2 separate regions of the Ovis aries genome follow, and region 1 is linked to region 2. The links are chromatin contacts, called in public Hi-C maps. All regions are on one chromosome and are shown on one strand. The core of a region is the stretch at or near the end of the contact, and the rest is flanking DNA. Distances in the headings are between cores, read along the strand shown.

Evidence for each region. A called contact is a pair of places that touch in the nucleus more often than the background predicts.
Region 1: a contact with region 2 is called in a Hi-C map of hypothalamus, with 6 times the contacts expected there. The contact joins the promoter of ATG10 here to the promoter of SSBP2 in region 2. A contact is called at or near these places in 3 of 16 Hi-C or Micro-C datasets (hypothalamus, muscle and skin fibroblasts).

Annotation. Positions count from the first base shown.
Region 1 is chr5:79,487,398-79,490,224 of ARS-UI_Ramb_v3.0, reverse strand. It overlaps ATG10 (autophagy related 10), which reads right to left and starts at 1,571. Exons shown (of 7, transcript XM_060415984.1): 1 at 1,532-1,571.
Region 2 is chr5:79,278,129-79,280,828 of ARS-UI_Ramb_v3.0, reverse strand. SSBP2 (single stranded DNA binding protein 2) reads left to right here and starts at 1,342. Exons shown (of 16, transcript XM_042250727.2): 1 at 1,342-1,409. The coding sequence starts at 1,348.

The DNA of each region.
Region 1 (2,827 bases), core at 322-2,821, 210 kb before region 2:
GATTTAGTTTCCATCCCCTATTTTCCAATTGTTTTATACCCAGAAATACGGCCCCTGAAGACACTTGTTAATCACCAAACAATCTCTAGGACATTTTGTTGTTATTAGGGTTCCCTGATAATGTTTATGTCTCGAACACTCCCTCTAGGGTCCCTAACACATCTCTAAAGCTGACTCACTGTAAAAGACCCTGATGCTGGGAAAGATTGAGGGCAGGAGGAGAAGGGGACGACAGAAGATGAGATGGTTGGATGGCCTCACCGACTCAATGTAGGTGGGTTTGTATAGACTCCGGGAGTTGGTGATGGACAGGGAGGCCTGGCGTGCTGCAGTTATGGGGTCGCAGAGTCCAACACGACTGAGCGACTGAACTAACTGAACACATCTCTAGGCTTCAAAGATATCAATTATTAAATCAAGCCCAGTCTCAAAGAAATTACTTATATAAACTTTAACCTACTTGTTTTTCCTAAGGGGTTGCTTATCATTCTCAGAAATTTAACAGCTCATTTTGTAAATGTCCTATTTTGTCCATATTTGACCCTTCAGAAGCAAGGATAGGTGGAGTACTACTCAGAGCCTATGCTTTCCAATTCTTTAAAGTATGCTTTTACTACTAAAGAGTGAGGCCATTGTCAAAGTGTAATATTTGAAACGTTATAAACACGATTCATACAAAGTGAGCCCGTGGCAAAAACTTACTGAATTCATAATGAAGTAACAAGCTGAATGGAAAAAATTATTTTAAAAAATCTTGGAAATAGGGCAATAAAACTATAACCTTCAGCGTAATATTTTTTTCTCCCAGTCAGAAGTAATTTGCATCTCCATTAGAAAAAAAAAAAAACAAAACAAAGTAACTGCAAAGCTTGGGCCCTAATCAATACTATGTCAAGCAAAAGTATAGTTCCCTAGATAATTGAGTCTCTAACAGGTGGGCCTATTAGACAAGGTTCTACTTTGAAAAGACAGTGTAGCAATCCCTTTGCCTTTTGGAGGATGTTTATCATAAAAGGTTGGCTCTATAAATCAGGTAACTAACATTCCTTTATCCCGCCCATCTCCCAGTCATCATTTTAGATACTATGAGTAGACAGGTTACTTGGAAGAAAAATTCCTACTACTTAAAGAATAATAATTCCTTCAGGTTAAATACTACTTGACTAATGGAATACCAGTACATTAATATCCTTTGTTTCAAGATTAGGAGGCAAAGACATTCTAAATGGGGACTGGCTTTAAACCCGGGGTAAGAACTACCTAAGTAGAGGGTAAGGTCACGATGGTGGCCCAGGAGTGGGGTCCAGACCCGGGGGCAGCTGGTCCCCACGCCGCGGTTCCAGCGTGACCCGGCCTGCATTTCACTGGCGGGAGCCCCGCGTCCCCGCCCTTTTGTTCAGGGCTGGGCTGTTTCCCGCCCACCCCCGCCCTCCCTCGCCCTCCCTTCTCCCCCATCTCAGGAGTTGTGTGACGCCCGGGCAAGCAAGTGAGCGGGGAAGAGACTGCCGGCAAAAGCTGTGGGAATACTCACCCCGCTCCGCTCGGCCCCAGACCCGGCCGCCCAACCCAGCGGGGGCGGGGCGACGGAGCTGGGGGAGGGGAGCTGGGGTGAGGGCCCCACCGCCCAGCCAGCGATCGCGAGGACCAAAGCATTGGGCCCCCGGGGGCAAACGGGGCTGCGGCAAAGGAGCAGAGCCAACCAGCAGGGACGCCCGCCACTGAAAGAGCCCTAGCCCGCCCTCAGCGCCGTCGCCTGAGGCGACTCAGAGGGAGCATGCGCACTGCATCTCCCGCACACCCCGGGACCTGGCTTCCGCCGGCGGCTGACGTCGTGGGCCGCGTGCGTCTGGACCGGGCCGGGGGGCGTGACCTCCCTGGGGTTTCCAACGGCCGCCGCCGAGGCTCCGCCCCGCACCTGACTGGCCTCGAGAACCCAAGGAGGCGGTGGGTTATCTCAGCGCGGCACAAAGGAGGCACATTGAGAAAGGGGCGGGGTTGTCAGCGACTTCAAGAGTCTCTGCATATTCTCCTCCAACAAACAACCAGATATCTAGAAAATAAAAGGATGCCGAATGGAGAAAGGTAGGGCAAGAACGGAGCTGAACCATTCAGTGCGCTTAAAGTGTTCTCAGAGGTTGGAGAACCGTGCCGGCTCTCAAAACACACACTGTTCAACTACTGTGAGCACAATTAAGCACTAGCACGACCACCTTTAAAACTTGCGGACCGATATAGAAGTTAGGGACTGGAGAATTGACCATAGTACCGTCTGGCACAAAGCTCAAGGGAGAAAAAACTAGCTGCAGAATTAAATTGGGGCCCGGGGTGGTGGAATAAAAAAAAAAATAGAGAAAATGCAGGGAGTAACAGGGGTGATCCAACTGAAATACTGAAAATGCAACGGCAGACATCTGAGGGAAAACTAGCATCTGCTCATTTTAACACGGCAGAATTAAATTTGTGTCAAAAGAAATGAGTAAATACAGGCAAAGAAGTGAAAGGAAAACCTGCCTTCAAACATACAGAGCATGGTGTTGATCTTGTACCACAGTTATGTAAGATGTCACCACTGGAGAAAGTTAGGTGTTGAATGCTCAGAACTCTATGTACCATTTTTACAATTTCCTGTGAGTTTACAATTATTTCAAAGTACTGTGTGTGTGTGTGTGTGTGTATCGCTCAGTCGTGTCGACTCCGTGCCATGGACTATAGCGCGTCAGGCCCCTCTGTCCATGGAATTCTCCAGGCAAGAATACTAGCGTGGGTAGCCGGTCCCTTCTCCATGGGATTTTTGTGACCCAGGGACTAAGCCAGGTCTCTCACATTG
Region 2 (2,700 bases), core at 93-2,592:
TTCTTTTTAAACGTGTTTGCACTCTGTCTCATTTTACATCCAAGGATCTCCACAAGATAAAGGATGGAGTTCAGTTGGGAGCCAGGTTGTGTGTGTTTTCAGAAACTTTTTTGCCTTTACTGAAATGGGATTGGGGCCTGGGATCCATGAATATTCTTGGGCAGCGTTTCAGCTCTGGCAAAAGCTTTGTACACCTTGGAGCACGGCTGGGGCCTATTCTGACGGACAAAGACAGGGATGTTTTTAAAAGCCTTCTACGGTCCTTTCCACTCCAAAGGTCAGGATGAGTTGGCATCAACGCCCCAGGCTAGAGAGGCAGGCCAGGTGGGGATACCCGGGACCCTTTTCTGCAGTACGTCTGGCATGTCGCGGGGCTCTGATCTTAGGAGAACAAGGTGGGGGCCACTGAGGCCCCAGGAGTCACTGGGCCACCTTTTGGAGGCAGGCTCACCTCTAAAGAGAGGAGCCAGGCCCGAGGCCGAGTGCTCCCCCGCGCTGCAGGGCGCGGCCCCAGGAGCCAGGCGACGCCACCCCAGCGGCGCCAAGGGCCGCAGGCACAGTCCCTCCAAGGAGGGAAGGCGAGTCGCTCCCAGTCGCTCAGCCAGAAGGTCGAGGGAACAGTGCGCGTGTCCCCCGCCAGCCGGCCCTCTGGGAGCTGGGCGGGGGCGACACCGCAGGGAGTAGGGCCGAGGACCGCAGAGATCAATCCTGGGTACCGGCGCGGGGTCACAGACAGGAGAGGAGCGGGAGAAAGGGGCTGGTGGGGGAGGCTCCCCAGGGCGGCTGGGGCCGTAGATCTGCCTGTGTACTCGGCGGGCGCCCTGAAGTCTGGGGCCGCGGCCGCTCCGGCTCCGCCAGCTCCTGCCAGAGACTCCAGGCCGCACTTTCCCCTCCTCCCGGCGCCTTCTCTCCAGTGAGGAGCCGAGCGCGGGCGGTGCGGGGGGAGGGGCGGCGTTGGAGGGAACAGCCAGTTGTTTAAAATCCTTCTAGAGCAGTTTCTAATTCCCCCCTTGCGCCGGGGTTCGGAGGGGGGAGGCAGGGAGAGGAGCGGGAGGAGGGAGGAGAGCGGAGAGGGAAGGAGGGAGGGAACCCGGGAGGGAGGGAAGGAGGGAGGAGACTGCCGCTTAGGCTGTAGCCGCCGCCGCGCGCTTCGGCAGGCCGGAGGGAGTCGAGGGGGGGAAGGCCTGTCAGTCTCGTGCGTTGCCTGGGCGAAGGGGGCGGAGCTTTGGCGTGGGGCGGCCAATAGTGGGGGTGGCTGCGTGGGTCGCCATGGGGACGGGGCTGTTCCCGGGGAGGCTGTGATGGGTTGACAGGTGCGTGACAGTGGGAGCTGCTCTCGGCACAAGCATGTACGGCAAAGGCAAGAGTAACAGCAGCGCCGTCCCGTCCGACAGCCAGGCCCGGGAGAAGTAAGTGTCTCCGCTTCTCACCCACCTCCGCCTTCTCACGCGCGCACACACACACACACGCACGCACTCGCACACTCTCTCGGAGACACCCAGACACACAGACACTCTCTGCCGGGGGAGAGCCGGGGGGTGGGCTGGCAGGGGGAGGGGTGCGCGAGGTGGGGGGCGTGCGGTGCTGGGAGCGGCTGTTTCCCAGGAGGGGCTCGCGCGGGGCTGGCGGCCGTGGGGTCTGGCGGGAGGGAGGGAGCGAGTGTGTCGGGGGGCGGCGGCGGTGCCGGTGGCGGGGATGGAAACTTGTTTGGGTGATTGAGGGAAATAACCCGCGGGTTCACCTTCTCGCAAAGTAACTTTGGAGCTGGGGTCCGGGGCTGCGGGGAGCGGAGAGCCTCCGGGGGTAGAGGTTGGGCGAGAGGGGGCAGCTGCGTGGAGGAGGCCACGCGGAGGGAATGTGGGTGTTCGGTGGGGGCGGGCCGGGGTCGGGGCGGGCTGCTCGAGGGGCGCCGCGGCGGGGGGCTCGGGCGCCGGGGCCGGTTGCGCCTGGCAAGGCGAAGGCAGCGGGGCCGGGCGCGCGGCGGGCGGAAGCCGGGCGTGGAGCGGTCGAGCGGGGCCCCGCTGGGCGCGGAGACGCGCGCGGGGCGCGGAGGGCGTGTGCGGGGCGTGGGCTGGGTGGGCGTCGGGGCTTTCCTGGTCCGGAGGAGGGACGCCGCGTTCGCAGCCCTGTGTGCCTCGCAAGCCTGGGGCAGGGGGCGTCAGGGGCGCCGCTGAAGTTTGGGAGTCAAAGGACCGAGTTCCTGGGGAGGAAAAGTGTGCTGGCGAGAAGCGGGAGCTGCTGGGGTAGGCTGGCGTTTCTGCCGCTCGCAGTCGACCCAACTCGGCGGCGGCGGCGGCGGCGGCTGGAGAACTTTTTTTTTTTTTTGGAGACTTGCAGCCTCCCAAACGTAGAGGGCCGTGGCGGTCCGGGCGGCGAGCGGGGGTCGCGGGGAGGACTAGCGGTGGGGGCCGCGGCCGCTGGCGCGAGGAGGGCTGTCTGCGGTGGGGAGGGGGCAGTGGTCCGAACCCGGACTTGCAGGAAGGGTCGAAGCGTGGAGACGGGGAGGAGTTAGTTGTTTGGTCGGTGTGGCGAGGAGATACAGGTGTTAACTCCGGTGGGAGCCCAGGGGAGGCTGGCGAGAAAAGAGCCCCTCCCGGCCTGGGATGCCACCGTCACGGCACGCTGCGAAGCAGGGTTGTTTGCTTCTATTCTTACGTGCTTGTAACGGTGATTTGGTTGTTACTAAAAATGAGAGCGCAT